3 separate regions of the Gossypium hirsutum genome follow, and all the other regions are linked to region 3. The links are chromatin contacts, called in public Hi-C maps. All regions are on one chromosome and are shown on one strand. Each heading gives the region's core, a stretch centred on a gene start, on an enhancer-like site or on the middle of the called end of the contact. The rest is flanking DNA. Distances are from core to core; before and after follow the strand shown. Region 1 holds the start of LOC107918656 (probable calcium-binding protein CML11). Region 2 holds the start of LOC107920823 (glycerol-3-phosphate acyltransferase, chloroplastic). Region 3 holds the start of LOC107919828 (inactive poly [ADP-ribose] polymerase RCD1).

The links. A called contact is a pair of places that touch in the nucleus more often than the background predicts.
Region 1: a contact with region 3 is called in a Hi-C map of leaf, with 1.8 times the contacts expected there. The contact joins the promoter of LOC107918656 here to the promoter of LOC107919828 in region 3. A contact is called at or near these places in 3 of 34 Hi-C or Micro-C datasets (all in leaf).
Region 2: a Hi-C map of leaf shows a contact between it and region 3, with 2.4 times the contacts expected there. The contact joins the promoter of LOC107920823 here to the promoter of LOC107919828 in region 3. A contact is called at or near these places in 4 of 34 Hi-C or Micro-C datasets (anther, callus, hypocotyl and 1 more).

The regions. Positions count from the first base shown.
Region 1 is chrA08:111,788,666-111,792,577 of Gossypium_hirsutum_v2.1, reverse strand. LOC107918656 (probable calcium-binding protein CML11) reads right to left here and starts at 2,622. Exons shown (of 2, transcript XM_041074796.1): 1 at 2,217-2,622; 2 at 1,451-2,092. The coding sequence starts at 2,042. The coding sequence ends at 1,542. It overlaps LOC107918782 (a long non-coding RNA gene), which reads left to right. Exons shown (of 3, transcript XR_001690239.2): 3 at 1-365.
Region 2 is chrA08:111,459,979-111,463,911 of Gossypium_hirsutum_v2.1, reverse strand. It overlaps LOC107920823 (glycerol-3-phosphate acyltransferase, chloroplastic), which reads left to right and starts at 2,659. Exons shown (of 13, transcript XM_016850690.2): 1 at 2,659-3,252. The coding sequence starts at 2,973.
Region 3 is chrA08:111,628,869-111,632,740 of Gossypium_hirsutum_v2.1, reverse strand. LOC107919828 (inactive poly [ADP-ribose] polymerase RCD1) reads right to left here and starts at 1,807. Exons shown (of 10, transcript XM_041074793.1): 1 at 1,471-1,807; 2 at 63-263.

The DNA.
Region 1 (3,912 bases), core at 1,373-3,872, 160 kb before region 3:
AGGAATATGCCATACTGATCCCTGTGTGTGCCGGTGTGGTGCTCCTTTGCCTCCTCTGTATTTTTATTGGGTTCGTGCTGCTCAAATCCAAGAAGAAGAAGGCTTGAAGCTTGATGCTACTTTATCATCTCTGCATAAAACATGCCTTGGGTATAGCATTGCTTGTTTTCTTCCATGTATTTTTGCTTCGAATTTAAGTTTTGAGATGAGAATTTGTGTTTAGGCCATCATAATTTGTTAAAGATTGTTGCATTTGAGGACAACTTTATTTGATTTTTCTGTCTAATATACAACTGCTACAGAGAACCCAGTGTATTTTTCTTTCTTTCTGAAATGGCTAAAGCCTGAAGTCTTTCAGTTTTCCATTTCTCATCATCATGTTTTTCCTGCTCAGTTTATTGGTATTTTAGTAGGCTTGTTCAATGTCCAAATTAAAATATATTTTCATGAGAAGCTGTTTAGGGATCTTCTCTCTTTGTCAATGTTTTGAGTTGCATTGCATTGAATCCATTAGGCTTTGAGAGATCGTTATTCGTTAGAGACTTCTACACATGGCCTTAATGACTAATGAGCACAAAAATCCTTGTATATTAGAATAATGAGCAGGATAATTATGTTCGTAATAGTTGAAGAAAAAAATATGGTTAGTTTTATGAGGTAGAGTTAATCAAATGACACTAATATGGTTCCTGACCACGGTTAAATATTTATTTTTATACTAAATTATAGAGTAAAAATTTAAAGCTTGTAATTTCTCTAAGTTCTTATATTATTTATATATTTAAAATTTAGTCTTCATATTTTTATTTTTAAGAATTTAATTAATGTATCTTTCTAGAATTATATTATCACTTCAAAGGCCTTCCTTTGTGGCATTTTTAAGTGATATGGTACCAATAATGTATGACATAGGATGTGTTTAATGCTATAGGTCAAGTTTTTTAAGCTACAATAATTATGTCGCATCATATTTTAAATTAATGTAAGTTTTTTAAGCTATAATAATTATATTTTAAATTAATGTGATACCTGGATTTGACAAAATTTTTTCATGTATTTATAGTACACCCCAAGAAAATTGAAGAAAAATTAGGTGACGTTTCCTCTTCAGAAAGAGTGATATGAAGTTACAACCATACCATGCATTGAGCTTTATACATCACAAAGAAATACCAAATTCAACCAAACGTCATGGGAAAGAAGCTGATCTAAAACGAGGATGCCCCAACACAGTATGAAATTGAAAACAAGAATAATGCAGGGACTGAATGTCACAAAAACCCTTTTGTGGGATGCCCCCCCTCAATCTAAACTGTTGAAATGCATTGGAAATTGGAATAATATGAAAATCATTGTTAAAATTGCTTCAGCGGTTGTCATCAAATTTCACGGTCATTGGACGATTGCAATCTCATCATCAGAAATAACTACGAAAATTAACACCAAAAAATCATAGAAAATTGATCCACTGTTTAACTGAAAATTACAAACCAAAAAAATCAAAACACAAATAAAGTGGATAAATAGAATGAGAGTTGAAATCAAGCCCAAGAATTATTTTGAAAAGCAGCGGAAGTAATGGCCCGAGAGAACTCGTCGAAACTGATCCTCCCATCACCATCCGCATCGGCTTCTTTGATCATCCCTGTCAACTCCTCTACAGTCAATGCATGTCCAAGTTTGGCCATTGTCTGTGCTAACTCGGCAGCAGTGATAAAACCATTACCATCCCTGTCAAACATCTTAAACAGCTGCTTCAATTGTTCCTCGCTGTACGGTGACTTCTCCGGCTGCAGCTCCGGAGCCAACATAGCCACAAACTCCGAGAATTCGATCAGCCCATTGTTATTGGAATCAGCCTTTTGTATAAGGTCTTCCACCTGGTCAAGGCTCGGTTTTAGTCCCAAGGACCGCAACAGCGACCCCAGTTCCAGCTGTGTTAAGCTACCATCGTTGTTCCGATCGAAAGAAGAAAATATTTCTCGTAGTTGAGCCATTTGCTCCTCATCTAGCTTCGTTGGTTGCTTGTCCCCCATTTTCATAACAAACTCTTCTTTATAATCCTTCTACACCTTGTATATCTCAATGCTTCCTACAAAACGTATCTCAAACCAAATAAAAGAAAATCAATCCAAAAAGAAACATTCGAATAAGAATTCTAGGAGTTTGCTAGCACAAGATGATTGTGGTGTTCCGGGATGAGAGATATTCCTCACCTTTTTTTTCCTGCGCCGAAAAAGAGTCTTGTAGGGATTCAACTCAAGGATAGCCTCGAAAATCCTTCTTAATCATCCTCCATTTTCTTGTAGGTACCCAAATATTGGATTGTACTAAACTAACAGAAAATCATATACAGAGAAAGGCGATGATTTCCTTTTTGTTAAAAATTAAAATTTTGAGCAACACCACAAGCATATTCAAAAGAGATGGATAGTCAACCTCATGAAAAATAAAAAATTGAAAATGGGCTTCGTATCTCGTCTTTAATTATTGGAGAAAATAGAAAGAGGAAAAAGAATACGTGAAAAGTGGGGTCATTCCGCTATTGGTGCACGTCTTTCTTGCTGGCTGGCGCTGGCAGCTAGACTCCGTCAACCGGAGGTGGTTTACGACACCTCATCATTAGGGCTAATATTCCAAGGTCTTAATATATCATACCATTGGGCTTGGCCCAATGGATCAAGAATATCATGTTTTCTGAAACTCATTGGGCGTCAGAAATCCTGTCCCCAAAATAAATGACTTATTTGTGGCAGTTGGACGATTTATTTGTTAAATGCTGTTCTATTTAATTCAAAATCGAGTTTTACTCTTACATATCTATCACACTCTCATGACAATTTCCTCACTTATATATAAACAAAATTTTTATTATCGCTTTGCATTTATAAAATATATTTCCTTACTTGAACAAATTTAGTGTTATCAATTTTAGGTACAATTACTTATACAAGCCTCTTAATTATATAGAGTTTGTTTGAGACTTGTTACCATAGAGAAAATTCATTACAATCCCTATTAAACACCATATTAACTAGTTGAATATAATATAATAACAAATAAGGTAAACAATGACTCTGGTCAACTAAGAATGCAATGTTCTAAATAATCCAATATCCACGATTCAAAAGATTGGATAAGAGTAATCCGATCTTATTAAATCTCCTAAATATGTTCCTCAAGTGATATGATATTCAATAATAGGCTAGATATCATCCACATAATCAACACAATTCATATATATCGTTCAATAAATTACCAACCTCTCTAATATTGAAACTGTCTTAAACAACTTTAGTGGTCACTCCCTTGACACTTTATTACCCGTTCCATATTTTTCAACAATTTCTATAAAAATCATTTGGAAAATAAAGCTTTTATAAAAGGCACCTTTTATTGTTTATAGGAGAATTAACTCATTTCGAGAGAAATCTTCAAAGTGTAGTTTTTCGAGCAATGGACTTAGATCGTCAACAATCAAAGGTATTGTTCCCGTGTTAGGGTTTTGTTATAAAAGGCACCTTTTATTGTTGACAGGGGAATCGACTCCTCTGAGAGAAGTCTTCGAAGTGTCGTTTTCTAGGTAGCCAATCCAGATCATCAACAATCGAAGGTATTGCCTCCGTATTGAGGTTTTGTTCCCAACATCCACACGATGGAGGTAGGTACTTGCAAGACTTGGGTTAGATGTTAGTATTGGACGTGTGAATAATAATAGAGGTACTTGGGCATGCCATAGCTTGAACCACCAATAAAGGCATTATAGGTGACTTGTTTGTAAACATGGTACCACTCCCCCTTTGATGAACTGTACATGACTCTCCACAAGGACCATTGTTTCGATTGTTGATGGTTTGAGTTAGACTTCAAAGACTTCTCTTGAAGGGAGCCAATTCACCTGTCAGCAAAATC
Region 2 (3,933 bases), core at 1,410-3,909, 170 kb after region 3:
AAATCTGCACCGGATTGTGAATTGGTGTAGGTTGATGGCCCCCCAGTGTAAGTGCTTCCACCTGAGGACATCAAACCATCGAATTTGAAATCGAACGTACTAATGAGGTGCCCAAGTGTCAAGGTTTGGGTTACGCTCATACCCCGACTAATAGTGGTCGCTGAAGTTTAAATTGGTGCTAGAAATCGAAGAATGTCTACCCATTAATGCTTCAGGGATATCATAATAGGAGCTTTCTAACAAACCAATAAACCTATCACACAACCGTGTAGTAGGACTTTTTACTTCAGCTTTGATTCCCGCATTAGCCGTAATAATAGATGAAGATGGACCAACTCCATCAGCTTCGGAAAACTCAACATATAACTCCATTACAACATTTTCCCTTGAGTAGTGCAATGACATGACCGCCTCCAGCTCGAGCTCGCTTTTCACATCAAATAGCTCATACTTAAAAGGGTCAACCGATGCCAAATATCTACATTCCAAGCTCAAAATCCTTCCCCAGCTTGAACCCCTAACTTTCCTCTTGATTCTAGTCTGTAGCTTATGTAATTGACTAGTACGGTTGAAAGCAATTCCACGGATTGGGCTCTTGCAAATACAACCCCGACTTTCGTATTATAGATTTGACCGTTATAGTAAATGATGGATTTCATTCATCGACTCATTTCAATTTAAAACGAATTATATATTTAGAAAAAAAAACCTTTAGATGGTTATCCAAAGAAATGCAAACAACACCTGCAGTGCAACTCTTCAATGTTTGATATGAATTTCTTATGTGTTTAAGGGTGGGTTTGGGGCGGTGGTGTGGTGCGTTTAGCTTACTTTTTGTCTCACTCTATAGTACCTCTATAGTATCTAATCTCACCGCCACCGCTGTTTTTACACTAATCGCAGGTAAACGCACAGCCCATCCAAACTCACCCTTAGTCTTGAATATTTCGATACTTTAATAGCAAAATAGAACAAGGAGAGAGGGAATGTGTGCTTCAAAACATGTTTCAAAAGATGGACTTTCGTCGAATAATAATAAAACATTTTTCGATCCTCAAAAATGTATTTCACAGATTAAATAATCTCATCAGACGCATGTTTTAAAAGGTATTTAGTGCTTCAAATCTTACCCGTGGTCGAGGTACTTTTCGTAAACTTTAGTGGAAATGGTAAGAAAGCTTGCCCAATTGGATGAGCTTTTTTTACCATTTCCACTAAAGTCTGCCAAAAAAGTACCTTGATCTCAAGAATTCGGGATAAAATTTGAAGCATGTTTTGAAGATATTATATGAAAACGTTGGTCCTACGACGTGTTTTTGACCACGAGGATTTTTCCTTTGCAATTTCACCCCTTTCCCGCTTCTATAAAATGGGTCTCCCCTTCCGTAATCCATCATCCCTGAACCCATCATCTCTTCCGGCCTCTATCCCTCCACTTTACAATATTTCTCTCTCTTGGTTTTTTCCCTGCTTTAGTGTTAAAAATTTTCGGTTTGAGGTATTTTTAAGTTGGTTTGGGGTGATTTTGCTTTATACGATCACGGGTGGAAGTCTGTGTAGAGGTCTCGATCGGTGACCATTATGAGGTCATGGATCAAAGTATAATAGGGAGCCAATTGATGGTCGTTATGCGGACATGCGCTCAAAATTTTCGAATACCCGCAGATGTTACATTATAAATACCATACAGAAATTTGAAGGCATAATCATTGGGAAAAACTGTGGGGCCTCTCGCTATAAATGGCGTATTTTTTTCTCCATTTCCATGTAGCTGGTATCCTTAACCTTCCTTCTTATTTGAAGGCCAACATTGCCGTGGACGTAGGAGGACTCTCAAGCGGGCAACAACTGTGACGTTGGAGTAAAAGTGATGCTCCTTTTGGGGCGACAACAATTTTCATTATTAAACAACCCATTAACAACTACAATTGTTACCGAGCCGACCCGAGTTTGACCTCTATTCCGACGGAACATCCACTCTCTGTCTAAGAGCCTTCTTGTGTCCACCTCGGTGTCAGCCTTCAGATAAGAATAAAAGGTTAAATATACCAATTGCCTAGAAATAGAGAAAAAATTACACTGATTACACCAAAAATCCCTCTATTTTTCCTTATGATTATAACTTTAATCTTATATATGGTATATGTAAGGCATCATTTACGGGTATCCAAAAAGCTTGAACTTATGATCGCATAACGATCATCAACTGGCCCCTGGTTATACTTGAACTCGTGACCGCATCAAGGTCGCCAACTAGGACCTTCACTTAGACTTCGGTACGTGGCCGTATCAAGCACTATCACCCCAAAACCTGACTTCCATAAGATGAGTTTCTGAGGTAATGGTCCTATCCCGACATAACATATGAAATGTATGTATTCTGAGATGCGTTATCACATCATCGACTCCTCAAAACATAAACTCTAATTCCTAAAAGAACCATAACCCAAACCCTAACAAAATTTAAAAAAAAAATCAAAGAGAAATCCAACTATTCTCTTAATTTTCAAAAAAAATCCAAAAGACTAATTAAAAAGAATGGCATATATATAACTAAATTAGACTGTAGATCGCTAGATTACCCAAAAACATTGTAAAAGAAATAATACCGAAAAACAAAAGTAGAAAGTAGTGGCAAGTGGCAAGTGGAGAATGGCAACCATTCGATGTCAAGCATCTCGATAAACACCCCCAATTCATTCCCCTACACGTCAGCAATCTGCAGCTATTTCCCCTAATCGTTCGCTCTTGTTCGATGTAAGCCACGTGCTTGCTCAAACACCACCGCCGTTGGAAAAAAAAAGAAGCTATAAAAGAAATAAAAATGAAATGAGATTCCTATAGTTCCAATTTTTTCCCCTTCTTTTCCCCTCTCCCGGACTGTTCAGAGAGAGATAATAAAAGAGAAAAGGATTTCGTGTTCTTTCAATCATATATATTCTTTCCCTTTTAAAAAATAAAAAGACTCTCCAATGTCTTCTACTTTGCCTCTCCCATTCTTCGGCGGCACTTGCACTAAGGCTGCATTTTCTTTCTCACTCAAATCATCTTCTCCTTTGGTTCCGTTTCAGCGTCTCCATCTTTTTCGATCTACTTCCAGAACAACAACAAGGATTCGCTCTTCCTTGTTTCACTCCTTGAAAGCTAAAGCAACGGCCGAGCTAGTTCAAGATAAGGAATCAGGTGTAGTTGCCACCGGGAAGCCGGTGGTCGAGCATTCCCGTACCTTTGTTGAAGCTCGCTCCGAGCAAGGTTCAGTTTCCTTTCAGCTCTTTTTCTTTTCTTCATTCATTTTTCAAAAGAAACTTTTTTTTGTGTTAATTGTTTACACAAATGCGCTTTCGAATAAAATATTGTAAATGTTACTGTATGATGCCTTTTTCTGTTTAATTACTAAGCGTTAAAACAGTTATTATAAATGTTATGTTGTTTTCTTCTTCTTCTTCTTCTTCTTCTTCTTCCTTCCTTCCTTCCTCCCAAGGAAAAGGAGTTCGTTATAAAAACTGCCAACATAAAGATTTGCTGATGGCAATTTAGTTGTATGTATTTATGTGTTAGTCAACAGCATTTTTCTAATATAGAAAAGAATACTAAGTTTATTACATCATAGAAATAGCCTTTAAGAGAAGGTCGCTTTAGTATTTAATGAACACTTTTATGGTTTAATGGCTTGACGCAATTTTTATTTTTTTTGTTTTATGGTTTTCCAAGAAGCTTGGGTTAAAACAAGTTTGTTTAATTTGGTGCTGAAAACATAAGCAGATTAATGAAATGAATAATTAGAATCGTTCTTGCAAAAATTTGCCTTGTTTAAGAGTACTTGTTTATTAATACGAATCTGCTGTAGAAATTAAGTTTACCGGACTCAGATTTGATGAGAGCTGCCCATTCTATCTATCCAATAATCTATGCATTGATAATTGGAGAACATGT
Region 3 (3,872 bases), core at 558-3,057:
GCAACTGATAGCATATGAAACCAAACTTAATAGAATCGCCACAAGGCAAGAGGATCGCATACCTAGAACTGCAGTTAGTGTCAATCCTGTACATGTTCATGTTGCACATATCCATGTTGTACATGTTGATGTTGCACATATTAATCTTGGACATGTTACTCTTCATTTTCTTTCCTAACAATTATTTCCTAGAAGAAATAGCAACTTCTTTATTACTCTACAGCATTTGGTACCCTGCCTCCCACAGCATCACATAACAATACCTACAAATATTGTAGCAAATAAATTTATAAAAATTATGTTTCAACAATTCTTCGGTTCCCATTTTTTATTGTAGCAAATAAATTTATAGAAATTATGTTTCAACAATATTTATAAAAATATTGTACATGTTGATGTTGCACATATTAATCAGACATCTGACCAAAAATAAATTAGAAATTTTCACAAAACTGCAAAATTTACTCCGAGCAGAATTAGTATGATACTAATTACATAAATATCGAAACACAACCGGCGTTGACCTGAGAATATGAGCTTTTTTGAATAACAAGTTGATGTTGATGTTGCACATATTAATCAGACATCTGACCAAAAATAAATTAGAAATTTTCACAAAACTGCAAAATTTACTCCGAGCAGAATTAGTATGATACTAATTACATAAATATCGAAACACAACCGGCGTTGACCTGAGAATATGAGCTTTTTTGAATAACAAGTATAGTCACGACAATCCCCCGGTTGACCTCGAAAAGAAAAAAAAAAGCAGCCAAAAGTATACCAAAAATTTAAATCCTATGCTGATTTCTGTTAAGAAAATTGAGCAAAAATTAATGAAACCAAAGAAAATTAAGATTAGGAAAAACTGGAAAATTCTTACAAATACATAAAGACTCGAGTGTGTTTTTTTTTGTGAAAAAAATAGAAAATCAGCCTAAAAAATATTTCATCCAAATCATCAAACTAAATATATTTCTACACTAATTAAAAAAACTAAGAACATAAGATGACAAGAAATCTGGTGTTTCACGTGATTAGAATGGTGATCGAGAATTAAAAAAAGAAAATACAAAATTTCAACCTTGGAACATAGATTCCTAAAATTAAAAACTAAAAAAATGTTTTCTATAGCTGAAAACTGAGTCAATCAAAAAAGAAAAAGAAAAGGAGAATATCAATATTCTACAAATCCGCAATTTCTCACAAAAACTGCAAGGTCGAAAAAAAACCTAAAATGAAAATCCTAAAGCAAAATTCTCAAAATTAACATATCATAATGTTTTTATTGATCCCCCTAGAAAACCAATTATCACAGAAATCAACCATCAAAAGAATTAACCATTCAACAAATGAAGTCAACGCCTTCCAGATGCCAAGATCAGGGCCGATCTATATAATCCGTTGTCAAAAACTTAATCAAAGAAAATAAAACGGAAAATAAAACTAAAAGAAAATGGAAAATATTACCTGCAGATGAGATAAATTTTGGAGTGATTGATTTACTTTTCTGTTTTCTAGAAGGTGGAGGGATGGGAGAGAGAAGAAAATAAAAGAAAAAGAAAAGTTAAAAACCCTAACTCAAAGAATTAGTTACTATTTTCTTTTGCGCTATCTCGCCTTCTTGGACGAAAAGCAAGGGCGAACCGAACCATCAAAACGAGTTGAGGATAAAGTTACAAGCCCGTCACAAATTATGCTGTCACCAAGTATCTTTGATTGGATCCGTCATCCACGACTTCGAAATTAAACGAGAGGAAACATGAGGGTCATTTCGGGATTTTAAAATTCATTCATTTAAAGCGTAAAGGCGGTTGCTAGGAAGGGTAATTGGGGGAACTAAAAAAAAATAGCCGGAAAAACAAGGAGCTTACTATTATAGGTTTTTATATATTTGGATGAAAGCAAAAATAACTCAGTGTAGGCCCCATTAGAAGATAAACTTCCTGTCAAACTCACAATTATTGACTGAAAATTCCTTTTTCATGATTATTTACTGGAATTTGTGACACCCTTTAAAAAAATTAGACGCTTTGTGATTAGTCTAAAAATAATAATAATAGTAAAATTAGATATTATAATAATCGTATAGCATAAGAAAAAAATTAAACTAAATGTATTGTATTTTACCGTTTATCTAAACTCATTTTAAGTCAAATTAAATTAAAATATATTTTAAAATTTTATATATTTTGTAAATTTAGATTTTTTTTATCTTTACAATATAATTGCTTATTACGTGGTATGACATTTTGAAATTAAATCATGTAAAAATAAAAATAGCATTGAAAATATTGATGGAATGTTTTTTAAAAAATACACATTCAAAATTGTCTTAATAAAAAAAATTTCTGTGGAATAGTATATTTAGAAAAAAATTAGTGTCGGTATTTTGATTGAAATAGTTAATAATATTAATTAACTGTTTAAACTAATTAATAACATTATAAATGTAGATGGATCAAATTATGTAAAAATTTAAAGTATATATAAATTAATCTCAAGTTTCAACATAGTTTAGAGGTGAAAATTGAAATTTAACCATTATCTTATAAAGTCAAGAAAAAAGCGATGCAAATTTAAAGAAATAGAAAGCCACATGTTAGTTTGTAAGACTTTTAAAGTATTAAAAAAGTTAACAATATTAATTATTTGTAATAATTAATGACATGTAAAAATATAAAGACCAAATTATATTAGAAATTAAAATATATAGATTAAACCTCAAACTAAAGTATATTAGAGAGATCAAAATTAAAATTTAACTATTTTTATAAAATAAAAAATAAAATAGCATTGTGGATGTTCCACTTGTCAGCTAAAAGAAAGGTCATTTGAACTTTTTTTTTTTTAGAATATCAATTAAACTCCCTTTTATATCTAGCTATATAAGCATGTAGGCAAAATAGTTACTTCATGGAAAAAAAAGTAAGTTTTTAAAGAAATTATATAAAAATTAAAACACGTGTATATATATATTATTTTTAATAAAATTAGAAATCTTATCACATACGTATGCATGTGGAAACTATGTACTTGGTATGGATTCAAATCCTACCTCGTGTAAAATTTTTATTTATTTTTAAATAAAAAGACTAAAATACCTTCGAAAAAAATAACTTATTTTAATTATGGAAGAACATCTTCATAATTTCACTAAACGAGTTGGTGCCTAGTTGACTCGTAACACTAACTCAGATATTTTATTAATACTAGTACAATCATGCAAAATGCTCCCAAACTCAGAAAGATTTGTCATAGTAGTTCTCAATGTGGCTATGACCAATTCACAATCTGACTCAATGACCCCCTCCTCAAAACCTTCTTGTTTCAACCATGATAGAGCCTCATATATGACAAACAAATTAGCCATGTTATTGTTGAACCCTCAAAGTAGCGAACTAGAAACACCCTAGACAAAAGCCTCTATATGAGAACGGACAACAACAAATGAGGAACGTCTCTGCTCGTTGTTAACTATCGCATCCACGTTACACTTTAGCCATTCCAGATCAGGTCTAAACTAATGCTCACTATTATCGCACCTCGACAATAGGTTATTGTAAATTGTTAACAATGTAAATTGTTAATAATGTTACGAGCATCCATTCAATCTTGTAGAAAATGATCAGCAATCAAAATAACTGTAAGGACACTATACTTTATTACCAAATGAGAAGATTTCAATGTAGCCAGAAACTCTAAGTCATTGTCAATATGCGGTGGTGAGAATGAACAACAACCAAATCGAAAATGGTGCTCAAGAAGGAAAAATCGACTATGATTCCACTACCAACCCCAACTCCCGCCAAACAACTATAGCAATCAGGCAATATATATTAGAACATGCTCTACACTTTTGACACCCCACA